Linked DNA regions of Bombyx mori: region 2 is linked to region 1. The links are chromatin contacts, called in public Hi-C maps. All regions are on one chromosome and are shown on one strand. Each heading gives the region's core, a stretch centred on a gene start, on an enhancer-like site or on the middle of the called end of the contact. The rest is flanking DNA. Distances are from core to core; before and after follow the strand shown. Region 1 holds the start of rptor (regulatory-associated protein of TOR). Region 2 overlaps LOC101745506 (tuberin).

Region 1 (7,355 bases), core at 2,507-5,006:
GTAGGAGCAAGCTGAGCGTTTTGAGCTGGCCTTAAACTTAATAAGAACATGTACCAAAACATCATTTGGTTCATTGCGGGAGCGGTCATAGCGACCTTAGCTGACACGAAACACGCGACCTCGCGATAAATTCGATTGACCGAGCTAATTTACGTAAAACTAATGAGTTCGTTACATTAAACATGAAACACTAGCTAAAGTTCTTCCCCGTTTTCCACGAAATACAGTTTACTTTGGATACAAATGGCGTAGTGATGCATAATAAACTTGTTGCGATGAGATGATCACGATCATATTGCACTTTCTTAGATTTGCGTCAATCAAAGATGACTTTACTGTTTTTATGGCTCCAACAACTTGGATTATTTTTAATAAACTGTTTTAGCCGGTTATAGTACTTGGTATTGTTTTGGTCAAAATGTATAAATTTGATAATCGTCTGATAATATTTTTTTAAATATTCGAAGTACCGATATGTTCCCTCAAGCGAGCGACTCCCATCACCATACTTCTTATGTAGCAGGAATCAGATATGCGACCATAAGAAAATGGTGTTATTACGGCTCTAGACTTGATGTATGTTAATCAATATTTATAATAGTAATTACGCAATTCTAATTTGCATATTTTTTTGCGGGTTTCATTTTTATTACACGATGGTATTCCTACATCGTGGAACTCATTCAAGAACATGAGTTACGCTTGTAATTAATTTTTTTTTTAAAATACAATTTGGGAGATTTGAACACCGGCACAGTTGCATTGCTCGATTTGAGTACACCGAGCGTCTTATCCTTTAAGCCACAACAGCTTCAAACTTTTTGAACTTTCAACCTCTATTATCTATTAAGTATTACTGTTATTATTTGGTGATTTCCTTTTGTTTACTTGTTAATTATAATATTTGTCGTTTTTATTCAAGTCATCAAACAGACAAATGTTTTATTATTATATGTTTTTTATTAATGTTCTTCTTCAGTAATTTCAGTGATTTAGTAGACTTGTTAAAACAAGATACTATGCCACTTATCAAATTTCTTTGTCCAATGTTTATTTAATCAAATAGGCATTCAATGATTTATCAACAGTATTGTTAAAATGTCTTATTGGTAGTATTGTTAAATCCTAGTTGCATTATTATAATAATATTTTGAAATGGTCTTCATAATATTGCTCTTAGTTAATTACATAATCTTTTCCTAAAACCTCATTTTGTTAGCATTAACTCACACTCCAGGTGATGTGAGCCAAAAGACCTTCTTATGGCCATTCTCCTCATTCATAGCTCTCAATTTTACTTAGATGATGCATTAAATTTCCTTTTCCGATTAAACAGATTCATCATCCCACATGCTTCCGAAATTGTATTGGCTTGAAACAAATTCCTGCTGGCCTTTTTAGTCATTTAATTAAAAAGAAATTTTATCCTTAGCTTTACTTAATCATGATGTGGTCAGTCTAACTAGTCTTTGGTATAAATTATGGAAGCTCCAATTATCAGCTTATTCTCAACTACCCTGTTCTCCTTTAGATAATTTTTAGATTACAGTATGAGAGTTTTTAGATCATTGTCAAGACAATATAATTTTATTCTATGCATACTGTTGTATACTATGTACACAGAATTAGATGCATAACTGTAATCAGAAAAGTAGTCATTAATCAGATAAAGTTTCTTGATAATGCCAATGTTAATGCAGTTCGCATAAACTTTTTAACTCAGAATCCAAATGTAAGTATACAGTATAATACTGAATTTAGGGAATGTGTTAAACTTGCTCTTAACTGCAATCAAATTTTGGCACAAAGGCAAGGATTTTTTTTGATTGAGACAATCTATTTCATTATTTTTTTGCGATTATTTTACAAATAAGATTATTACTACTATTGTTCTAATAGAGTCCTATTATTTGTAGTTGCATAACAATCTCTGATGAGTGTTATGTGTAGTTATTTGCTATGCATTTGAGCAAATAACAATTGTTAATTTTAAAAGTGAATATTAAGTTTGTATAAATATTGTCAGCATACATAACATAAGAATTCAATTTTTATTAACTTAGTAACTATACTGAGACCAATCAATTCAATTTTTAGTAACTATACTGAGACCTTAGAACTTATATCTCAAGGTGTGTGGCGCATTTACGTTGTGGATGTCTATGGGTTCCAGTAACCACTTAACACCAGGTGGCCTGTGAGCTCGTCCACATATATAGGCAATAAAAAAAATATAAAAAAATATAAATTTATTGTACGTCTCTTTTCTATTTAAATATTTCTACATAGTTTATGATTCTCAGTTTTATAGCTGTTAGAAGTTTTCAGCTACCAATTACTGTTACATGCAATTGGTAGTTTATCTTACCTCTTCACTAGTGGGGTCAAGAGATTGCTTGTATCTGGCTCGTGGTTGCCATCTCTCATACTGAGATTGTAATGCATGACCAATGCTTTCTAATGCCTTGCTCGGTGATAAAGATAAAGGATCTGTAAAATTTTACAAACACAAAAGCAATTAAACTATAAACATTTACAACAAGTTTTAAACACTGTAAGAGTAAAATTGGCAAATATTAAACTTCTCTCCATTATCTAAGAGATATTATATTCAAGTTTATCAATAGCGTTATGTGTATGTATATGTGTGTGTATATCTTATGTTAAATTTGTCTCAATGTTACAAGACATATTTATTTCTAACAGCTGTGTTGGCATAACTAAATGTCGTTAAATGATTCAGAGGGGAGCAAGGACATTTCTTATTCAATTAGTCAGAGTTATTAAAGTATTTATTTAGTATCATACACCGAGCTAGAGCATTTTAATAAACAGAATAACTAAGCTTTGAAACATTAACATGATAAAATTAAAGATTCATACCAATCCAACACTCGAGCCTCGCACAGGGTTGTGTTTTAACAACATCAGGAGGGTCCACGCCAACATTCAGGCATAGAACTAGGGCCACGCAATGTGTCTTGTACTGTAAATATTTAGTTTAAATGTAGTCATTATTTTGAAGCTTTTTTAAATGAACATGCTCCAGAAATTCCATATGTACTATATAATTGACATCTTATCTATTCTGATATCAATAAAACAAATAGTAACCTAAGGATAATCCTAAATGAATTGATGAATTGAGTGATTGAATATCCTAAATGAATTGATGAAAAAAATGACAACTGACCACAATTTTGTAATAATTTGTATTACAAATATATAGATTAAGATTTGTGGTTTATCTTATTTGTCTAGTAGATTGGCGTTGAAAATGGAGTTGTTATTTATTTTAATTAAAAAAAATAAGGTTACACATCTGTGTAATTAAACTATTTGGACTTTAGTCATAATCTTATTTCAAGAAAATACAATATGTACAAACTTTAGAGAAACATTTTCAAACGCGACTTAAATGAAGCAAACTACGTCGTAATATATACAAACATTTTTTGTAAAGGGCATCGACCCAGACCCTGCATACGGCGGAAACACCATGTGCGTTTGTTTTGACTTCGCAAACATCACTTTTGAAATAAATAAAAACCATTTAAGACTTCTTTACTTTACCTTTTCTTTAACTCTCCAAGAGTGCTCTACCCGTTCTGCGCCTTTTATAGGCTCAAGGTGCTGCGGCTTATCAAAACATTGAGATAAATCCCAATCATCAGTATCGCTAGAGGAATCACTGTCACTCTGACCACTGGTTTTCTCTTCATCTTTAACAGCGTGATAAGGAGGCATTTCTGTCATTTTCACACTACACTTTTGCACGTAATTTATAAGTTTTAACACTCAATACACTCGAATAATAGAGGAAAACATTTTCAAAACCTCACAGAATCATGTGCGCGTCCATTTTTCTACCACATGGGAATAAACAATATTTTTTATTCGGTATAACGCAAAATGTTGCAAGAAATTAGAATGAATATAGGAGTCTATTAGGAATTTATTAGGAGAAAAGAATCCTTTTTCCTTTAAAATGTATAGTTTTGTTCACAAACTTTTTTTTTATCTTCTACATAAGCTCGCAGTCTTTAAAGGCTATGCCCGCTTAACCGAGGGAGTAGATAAGCTCACGGGACTCTAACCTGTGGACATTGCCAACACTATCTCTAGCAAGAGCAGTGCTTCGCAGAATCTACCACGGAACGGAAACCCGACCCACTGAGAAGATCCGGCGAGAAACTCAGTGGGCTGTGTCTCTGTGTTAATTTACCAGCCGAGCCCTTCGTCGCTAGCGCCGGGTTCGACAAGAATGGTGAGCGGTGCATGAGGTACCTAAATGCAGGATCGGGTATGTAGTTACCGGCGGCCACGACATGAGGGTTTTCGTGTCGTGCCGCCTTCTCAGAATGACGCACTGATGCCGACTGAAGATACTTACTGATGGAGACCAGCTCTATGTCGTCGTGGCCTAAAGGATAAGACGTCCGGTGCATTCGTGTTTTGCGATGCACCGGTGTTCGAATCTCAGGCGGGTACCAATTTTTCTAATGAAATACGTACTCAACAAATGTTCACGATTGACTTCCACTGTGAAGGAATAGCATCGTACAATAAAAATCAAACCCGAAAAATTATAATTTGCGTAATTACTGGTGGTAGTACCACTTGTGAGTACACACGGGTAGGTAACATCACCCTGCCTATTTCAGCTGTGAAGCAGTAATCCGTTTCGGTTTGAAGGATGGGGCAGCCGTTGTAACTATACTTAAAACCTTAGAACTTATATCTCAAAGTGGGTGGCGCATTTACGTTGTAGATGTCTATGGGCTCCAGTAACCACTTAACACCAGGTGGGCTGTGAGGTCGTCCACCCATCTAAGCAATAAAAAAAATGCCTCTATGGAGATCCATGTTCCTCACGAACCACGGTACTCCGACGGCTATCCTGCAAAACGGGATTAACTGATTCGAAGGTTTTTCAAGTTAGTGCGGGCCGCTTGTGCGAACACTACACTTGCATACGTCATGACCGGACTTGTGCACGTTTTGTAGAGTGCCACCTTATTACGAAGGGACAATTTACTTCGCTTGCAAATCATTGGATAGAGGCGTCCAAATACGAAAGCGGCTCGGTTGCGTACCGTCTTAATATAGGGACGGCATGTCATCCCTCTGTCGAGGGTGACGCCTTGGTATTTGACCTTCGAGGCTCACGGCATGGGCTGGTCGAAAAGGGTGATGGGGCGAATAGCGGAGGTGTTAACGTGCCTATTAGGGGGTGGGCTGCTTGGAGTTGTATTCGGAGGGCGACCCCTTTTAAAGAGCAGCGCTGTGCTTTTCGTGGGGTTGATGTCAATGCGCCACTTCCTGAACCACTGTCCCAAATGGCTGCTGTGATCTGGAGTCGCCGATGCATTAACGATTTCTTCCTTCACGGGTAGTAGATAACCGTGTCATCGGTGAAGAGCGCTAGATAGGTCTCCGGAAATCGGGGTATATCGTTGATATACAAACTAAGCAATAACGGAGAGAGCGCGGTGCCTTGCAGGACTCCGGACGTTAGTTGGCGGGGGCGAGAGCGAGTTCGATACCGAAACGGACGGTTCGACAAGAAGTCTCGTATGATCACCACGAGTCTGTCTGGCAATCCCATGTTACGCAGTTTTTAGATCAAACCGTTGTGCCAGACTTTGTCGAACGCCTTCGCGATATTGAAGAAGAGGGCTCCACTCGGGATAGGTTCAAACTATATAATTACAATTTACAATATTATTACTAGTAGGTGCTATATGATGTTAAGGAAATGTAAGTAAGCATAATTGTGATGTTCCTTGGAGAAAAACAAGGCCCCGTTTTCTTTCCGGTCGTTATGAGTGGTGAAACTGTATTTCGATTGGATTCATGACTGTTTGAAATCTAATCTGTTCAGGGTCACATCTACTTTCATCGGATTTTGGTTAAAAACACTATTATGTGAAATTCGTGTCGCTTCCTTTGCATTTTTTAAAAGCGCCTGTAAAGCCTGTTTCAATGAAATACTTTTGGTTTTTTATTTTATTTATTCAATATCATATTTTTTTATAAATAGCCGGTTAAACTAGATACTCACTCACTGGTTAAACCACATTAAGTAATCACTCAATATCGACGATGCGATCTGCATTTTTAAGGGCAAAGCATATTATTTTTGTATTGGAATGTGAAAAACAGTTAAACCCCAGTGAGAAAGCAGCCAGCCATCAGAAAGTCTAAATTATTTGTTTATTGTGTCGTCATGCTAATCGAGTTCAAGCAAACTTAATAATTTAGTCCCAAGACTAGGAGTAGGATGTACAAGTATTCGCTGGACCCATTAGTCTTTGAATGTGAGCCACACGAGCGAAGACCGAACTCTTACAATCCGAAGAATGTATCGGGGGTAGCATTATGTTTTTTTTTATTTTGTTTTTTTATTGCTTAGATGGGTGGACGAGCTCACAGCCCACCTGGTGTTAAGTGGTTACTGGAGCCCACATCTACAACGTAAATGCGCCACCCACCTTGAGATATAAGTTCTAAGATCTCAAATATAGTTACAACGGCTGCCCCACCCTTCAAACCGAAACGCATTACTGCTTCACGGCAGAAATAAGCAGGATGGTGGTACCTACCCGCGCGGACTCACAAGAGGTCCTACTAGTGAATGCCAAACATTCAGTTTTAGAATAACTGCTACCCTACTCTTACAGTGAAACGCACACTCCCTCCATAGGCAGAACAGTGGTTTCCACCTGTGGTTCTCGACTATATACTCATATTAGGATTTTAAATGTGAAAAATTTTTTGTTTGTCTATTAATCACGCAAAAATGGATGTTTATCTAATTTGACATAATGATAGTCAACATTGTAAATGCAGCGTGTTAACTCGATAGAAACCGCAGAGCATATTTAGACTTTTCTGTTTATTTCTTAGATGGGTGGCCGAGATCACCCACCACCCGTCTGGTGTTAAGTGGTTACCCGAACCTATAGACATCACAAACGCAAATGCCGCCACCCACCTTGAGACATGAGTTTTAAGTCTCCGTTTTACAGTACAACGCCTACCCCGCCCTTCAAACCGAAACGCAATACTGCTTCACGGCAGAAATAGGCGGGTGGTGGTACCTACTCGCGCGGACTCCGCGAGGTCCTACCACTAGTATATTATACGCAAATTATAATTTTGCGGGTTTGATTTTTATTACACGATGTTATTCCTTCACCGTGGAAGTACATCGTGAACAGTTGTTAAGTACGTATTTCATTACAAAACTTAGTACCTACTTTCTTGTGAGATTAGAACCTTTACAATTGAATTATATCTATTGAATTCTATTGAATAGTTGATCATAGAGGGATGAAAATTGAGAGTAACCA
Region 2 (7,355 bases), core at 3,439-5,938, 70 kb before region 1:
ATCATTAGCACCATCATAGTTGAAATTTTAAATGAAAATGATTTTTGGTTTGCTCAAAATTGGAATAAATATTTAATGAAATTGATTTATCGCGTTTATTCGTACACTCGTCGGTCAATCAAAGCCAGGGTGGCCACACGGCGAGGTATTAAGTCCATCTCTCGTTTATATTGGATCGGTGGCTACCCTACCCTTGCCTCAATTAGTGTGGACGACACGTCCTTCTTCAAACGAGGCTTGTGGAGAGTACTAAGCGGTAGGCAGCGGCTTGGCTCTGCCCCTGGCATTGCTGAAGTCCATGGGCGACGGTAACCACTCACCATCAGGTGGGCCGCATGCTCGTCTGCCTACAAGGCCAATAAAAAAATAAGTCCTACTGGTCAATGCGTACACGTGGTGTGGGCGGGGTGCGGTGTGAGGCAGCGTGTGTGTGCGTGTGTAGCTACAGCAAGCGGTCGCTGCAGCACAGCCGCTCCACGGAGACCAGCTGCTCGTCCCTGTCATGCTGCGACGCCCCCCTCCTGCCGCCCACCAGCGGACACACCACCAGGTCCAAGCGCCCCTACTAAAACGACTAATATGCTTTCATACTATTTGACGGCTCATGGAAACACCACGCGAAAGTATACTCCTAGTACAGGCTTGTACGCTTAAAAGGAGACTCCAATCATGTATGGTTTTGGCTCGCTTTTGAAAAGTTTTTTTTTTATGTAACATTGATGTATGTAGGTCTGAGGACTCTGTCATCCCCTCACAGTCCAGCCGTGCCATGCGAGGGGTCTAGTTACACTTTTTTTACCGACCTATTCTAGTGACCTTGAAAGGTCATACTAGATTCACCGAACGAGTAGGTGAGCTCACGGAGCTCTAACCTGAGGACGTTGTTAACACTAGCCCTAACAAGGGCAGTGCTTCGCGGAATCTACCACCGGATCGGAAACGCGACTCACTGAGAAGATCCGGCGAGAAACTCAGTGCGCTGTTACACAATGATACAATAACATTACCTAATGGAATAATTTTTATTTATTTATTAAACTTCATGCATATTAATGTGCGTTTGCGGACTTAATACAGGGCGGCCCATAAGTCCTTTGATATGAAAAAAAATTTATTAAAATAAAACTAATTACATTATGAATAAAATTTTTATTTACATAAAAAGCTTAAAAAACGGGAATTATTTTTTGAAAATAACATCTCCTAAATGTAATCCGTTGCGATCACGGCACTCTTGCAAACGACGTCTAAAATTGTCGATGACTGCGCGGCACGTCACTGCTGAAATGCTTGTCATTTCTCTGCGGATGTTTTCTTTTAGGGCCTCAATTGACCGCGGGTTTGTGTCGTATACTTTAGCCTTAAGGTAGCCCCACAAAAAAAAATCCATCGGGGTCAGATCTGGACTACGTGGAGGCCAGGAAATGTCTCCTCTCTTAGAGATAACTTTGCCAGGAAAAAGTTGACGGATAACGGGCATAGCAGTGTTAGAGGTGTGAGAAGTGGCCCCATCCTGTTGAAACCACGTCCTGGCATTAAAGCCTGAAAAGTTTGGCAATTCTGGTATGAAAAACTCTTCGATCATAGCCACATATCGCTCCGACGTAACAGTAACTGCGCGCCCTCTGCCATCCTCAAAGAAGTAAGGCCCTAGGATACCATACCATACCATACCATACTTTCGGACTATGTAAGGGCTTCTGATGCTTAAGTTTTGGATTGATGGGGCTCCAATAGCGGCAATTTTGTTTACTAACATGCCCGTTAAGATGGAAATGAGCCTCGTCAGAGAACATTATGTTATTGAAGGAAGTAAACCGATTCAACATTTCATTCGCATAATTTTGTCTTTGAATACCGTCAGTTTCCTTTAATTCTTGAACCAACTGAATTTTGTAAGGGTGCATATGTAAATCTTTCTTCAAAATCCGTTGTAACGATGTCCTGGATACGTTTAATGCTCTGGCGCGCTTACGAGTTGACTGTGTCGGATTTTCGCGAATAGACTGTGTCACTGTGTCTATGTTTTGTTCCGTACGTGACGTCCTTGGGCGACCCAACCGCGGTTTATCTAACGTCGAACCGGTCTCCTCGAACTTAGCAACCCAGTTCTTAATCGTTTGAAGAGTTGGAGTGTCGTCAAAGTTGTGTAAACCTTTGTGTTCTCGAAATTTACGCCGCGCAACGGTTGCCGAATTGTCGTTTTTATAAAACTCGCGCACACAAAACGCACGGTCCGCTCCGGTAAAACGCTCCATCGCGACTAAATTCCCAGAAACCGAAGTTACTCCCCCCGCTTCCCCTGCACCGCTCACGCGCGCCCTGTTCGTTTTATTCAAATTTTACTTTTCAAAGGACTTATGGGCCACCCTGTACCTAAGAAATAATCTACCAGTCGACAAAGGGTGATACAGAAAAGAACGTAATAGGTACTTCGGTTGATAATTCAGGGAAAAATAAATGCTGTACAATATAGTCTTACTAAATATAAATTTAAATAAATACATATAATATATAAACATTAAGCATATGAATTTAACAAATATAAATACCTAAAATACCATACAAAAAAGTACATATCTAAATATATACACCATATAGTTAAATATTAATTTTGAAACGACTCAGTTGATTTACCACGGCCGACCTTATAGATATGCCGGAAAATATCGGGAAACAACTTTAAAGGTACTAAGAAAAGTTTAAAAGGGACATGCAAATAAACGCAAATTTAGTAATCACAACATACTGTTTACAACGCCCAGAATTAACAACAAAAATGGAATAACGTGAGGAACAGCTTTCAAGATGTGCCTTATAGTAAAGATTCCCAATATTCTTAATATTTTCGTATTAAAACATGAAAATTAAAACAAAAACTTTAAAGGTATCATACTTTTACATACGACGTATGTAAAAAAATATAGCCAGTCCATTTGACTTATGCATAACTTAAAACGGTGTTTGAAAATACTTATAATTAAGTTGAAATATCCTCAAACGAGATTTAAGAAGAGTATTACTATAGTCCTAACGTAGGCAGAGAAATTTTCCGTTGCCAAACTCGATATTATGTCGGGCTGGCAAAATTCTTTAGCAATTAAGCTACAAAAAGCTATGCGAAACAAACATAATTGTTCTAGACAGTGTTTCCATTAGACATCAAATACGCTTTGCATGCTTTTGTGCAGTTAGTTTTGGAAATGGCTAATATTAAATCGTGAATCACGCTCGCTTCATTCAGTATACAAACGGAATTATCTAGTAGTCACGATTAGATGAGGCAACGAATAAAAAACCAGCTCGATCAAACTTCAAGGAGCGCACTGAAGAAGGTGAGTACATACTCCGCTAAAGACGTCTTGGTCACATTTGTGTTTTGAACGTATATAAAATAACTGCAATGCAATAAACGTTTACAATGCTGTATGTTACATTAAAAATAACGCTAAAAATATTACACTACTGTCTGCTACCTTTACGACTCATGTTTTAGAACTGCTAATTAAAAGAAAGAGGTGTGGTGTCGTGGGACACCGGATAGAAACGAAGTTCCTTATTATAAAAATATTAATTTTAAGTTCTATTCGAGGTATACAGAAAATAATTATTCGGGTTTACATAATGATTTATAAAAAATATGTTATTATTTGTACGTTATTACAAAGCTAAATCGTACACTGTGTGCATTACTAATTTGTACGTTATTACAAAGTTAAGTCGAACACTGTGTGCATTACTAATAAAAATCTTACGTTACGGACGTTTTTTCCCGGTTCCCCTCCGCATCGTCCCATAAGGAACTTCGTTCCAAAAAAGCGAGAATTTCGTTCATTGACAATCCTTATTCTGTACTTAAAACATAGAAATAATGTCGTGTTTGATTGTAGAAAAAGAGTTATATAACTGTATAAGTAAATTATTTCACAGACAAAATTCATCGGAGAACAATAAGACAACAGATCCTCTAGTCGAAGTCCTCAACCAATTCTCACAGCGGTTCGAAAGGATATCCAAGGAGGTGGTAAGCATTCACTGAAATTAGGTAAATAGCAGACTGCTTAAGGTACTACCCACTCTTCTATGGTTGAGTTGAGACTTTGCAGGTAAAGTTTCTGGAACTACCAGGAGGTGAGTTGTTTTTAAAAATTGTATTTTTTTAAACTATTAGTTGTGACGTATTCTTATTCAAACACTGCTTGGATACTCTCCTAAGCGCTCATGGTGAAGTTCATGATCATCGCTGACCATTCATGACCAGAGTTGAGCTTTAATTATGTTCGTCTACTTTTAAAGTCGATAAGACAATAAAATTACGACCACATTAGCGACTTATAATAGTTTAAAGCATAAAATGATTTTAACTTTTATACTTTATCGCCTGTGACGTCACTGTTCTTTTTTTTATTGCTTAGATAGGTGGACGAGCTCACAGCCCACCTGGTATCAAGTGGTTACTGGAGCCCATAGACATCCGCCACCCACCTTGAGATATGAGTTCTAAGGTCTCAGTATAGTTACATCGGCTGCCCCGCTCTTCAAACCGAAACGCGTTACTGCTTCACGGCAGAAATAGGTGGGGTGTGGTCCGTGCGGACTCACAAGACGTCGTACCACCAGTGTTCGTTTCCAATGTCGACCGAGAGGCACGTCTGATGGTGCAGAGAGCCAGCGACGACAATATCATGAGCCGGCACGCTCCGTACAGGACACGGACGACACGAGCTGGTCGCGCGTGGGCGAGCTCGCGGGAGGGGGGGCGTGCCCGTGCTGGTGCGGGGGGTGGGCGGAGATACACGTGCGCTCGCCCACCGGCGACGTCAGCTGGGTCATGCGGGTGCAGAACCAGGTGAGGGAACGCAATCTCTAACACATAATAACGGTGAGGTCTCACACAAATACAAATGGAATCCATCACGTTACGTCAGTTCATTGATTCCAAATTTTACACAATTTTAAACAATATTCCAAATTGTCGCTGTCAAACCTAAATCTGCTATGTGCAAAAACTATATTTTGTATTAACGAGTAAAAACCTTTTCGTATAAAATATTCTAGTTCTTTCAGCTTTTGTGTATATTTTATAATCAACTATGTATAATAACATATTGTATATAAAAATGTAAGCTTCCGGAACCATTTTAAACTCAAATTTATTGGTTTTATTACCCTAAGAAAAACCATTGAAAATTTGTGTTGAATTTGGAAATAGTCCCGATTCCCGCCAATTTACGGCACGCAGCGGGTTTCTTTTTTTTCCCTACCTATGCTGATAGCCTTGAGAGGCTATTTCAGCTTCTCCTTGACGTGTAGGTGAGCTCACGGGGCTCTAACTGGAGTGTTACTAGCACTGACCCTAGCAAGAGCAGTGTTTCGCAGAATCTACCACCGGATCGGAAACGCGACCCACTGAGAAGATCCGGCGAGAAACTCAGTGGGCTGTGTCCTGAGGGTTAATTTACTTGTCGAGCCCCTCGTCGCAAGCGACGGATTTGGCGAGGACCATGACCGGTGCTTGAGGTACCTAAAAGCACCGTTAATGGATCGGGAGGATCCGTAATGACTACGCAGCGCCGTTAACGCGCTTATGACATGAAAATATAATAAGTTATTTAAATGTATACAGATGAACTGGGACTACCAGCTAGAGTCGCCGCTACAAGAAGTGGCGGCGCTACTCAACCCGATGATATTTCATCCCTCTCCGCCCCCCGCCGCGCCGCCCCCCGCGTCCTGTGTCGACCCCCCCGCGCCCTTCACGCCACCGCCATCTAACGACGACAACAAACAAGAGCAGGTAAGTAACATTGCAAAGGTTTATATTCTTTGTAACTGGGTTTGTATCTTATTTTGAAAATGTCTTGCTTATAATTATAAACATAAGGTATAATTTTAAAGAACAGGAATGATAAAACAATTAATTAGGTATTGCTTTGTTATTATTATTTTTATTGCACAACAATATTCTGACTTATTTCGTATATTATTAAATTTTTGATTTATTTTGCGAACTCACTTGATAATTGTGCCATACGATTTGTACCCACTAGTCATGAATACAGTCGAGCAGGTTCCATTCCATTCTTTTCACTCTTTCTTAATAGAGCTTCTCTGTGACACAGTAGTTAGCGCCCGTGACTTTCGGATCAAAAATCATGGGTTCGAATTCCGTATCGACCAAACTGTCGTGTAAAGAAAAGCTTTAAACTAAATAAGTACGGATATCACTCTGTAGTTCTCGTGGTACAGTGGATCCTAGTTCGTGCGAGATGACTGAGTGTGACTCGTCCTTAACCTTTTATCTTTATCAGCTTGTCATTTGACACGTATGTGACCGAACTGTGTTCAGTGTGCTTAATTCTAGCTTTTTAATTTCTTGATCGCATAAAAGTTAATTCAAAGTCGTATGTCGTTGGAACAGCTTCCCTTCGTTTGGCGCTAGGGGGCGACCGCTAGAGGTAAGTAAAAAAACTCGCACTAAGCACACTGAGCACTTGCAACGTCGTACGTCTTCCATACGCCAAAAAACAAGATAACTACCTTTCGTCTAAAACTAAATGATTATTTACTCTTTACCGTCTCTCCCGGCAGGCGCAGTCCCGGGCGGAGATCGAACCGCCGAGCCGCTCGGCCCTCGACCTGCACAAATCCAACTCTGATACCGTCGTGTCCAAGCCGCTGCTGCACCAGCCCCACAGGTACCCACTAGTGACGCACACACCTACTTTTATCTCACCGTGTTCAGTGATATATTACCGAACACCTTTGTCAGCATGATTCGCGTGACGCGTTAACTTTATTTCCACAAATCGTTAGTGCACGATCACAAACCTGGGTGTATTTATAACTTTAACATTTCTTTGAGTTACTTAATGATTTAACAATAAACATTTTTAATCAAGATATTCTTTAAATAACAAACTCACACTGCTCCTGGTCAAAATGCCAGTAATAAGATTGTTGTCTCGTCATCGGTCCCTGGTCTCATTCTTGTCTTACCCCAACAGCGGTGTCATACAATCCTGTCGTATTCTAAGGGCGACTGAACACAAATGTATATCGACGCTTGAAAGGCAAACGAGACTAAGCGACAATGCGTGAACTTTACAGTAGACTAATTTAAAGTTGAAATACCTGAAAGCAAAATTTATTTTAACGAATCTAGCTGTAGGATTGAAATGATTTTAATAGACCTGGAAATATATATTTTTTGCGCATCGAATATGGTTATTGCCTATCATTTATGTACAAAGCAATTATTGTCGCTTAGTCACGTTTGCTTTTCAAGCGTCGATATGTAACGATGTATTGGTATCGGCGGCACAGGATGAGTACGCAGCCGATCAACATCCCCG

What was found. A called contact is a pair of places that touch in the nucleus more often than the background predicts.
Region 2: a contact with region 1 is called in a Hi-C map of whole pupa, with 2.2 times the contacts expected there. The contact joins the enhancer-like site here to the promoter of rptor in region 1. A contact is called at or near these places in 2 of 7 Hi-C or Micro-C datasets (both in whole pupa).

Annotation. Positions count from the first base shown.
Region 1 is chr17:784,956-792,310 of ASM3026992v2, reverse strand. It overlaps rptor (regulatory-associated protein of TOR), which reads right to left and starts at 3,756. Exons shown (of 25, transcript NM_001190843.1): 1 at 3,574-3,756; 2 at 2,884-2,986; 3 at 2,369-2,490. The coding sequence starts at 3,756.
Region 2 is chr17:855,599-862,953 of ASM3026992v2, reverse strand. It overlaps LOC101745506 (tuberin), which reads left to right. Exons shown (of 38, transcript XM_062673241.1): 22 at 3,931-4,024; 23 at 4,709-4,849; 24 at 5,627-5,797; 25 at 6,592-6,698; 26 at 7,327-7,355. Among protein-coding and RNA genes, the nearest start is that of Mir2774a-3, 11 kb to the left of the region's middle. Within about 2 kb of position 4,688, at least 2 of the 8 cell types and tissues checked have open chromatin away from gene starts, as enhancers often do.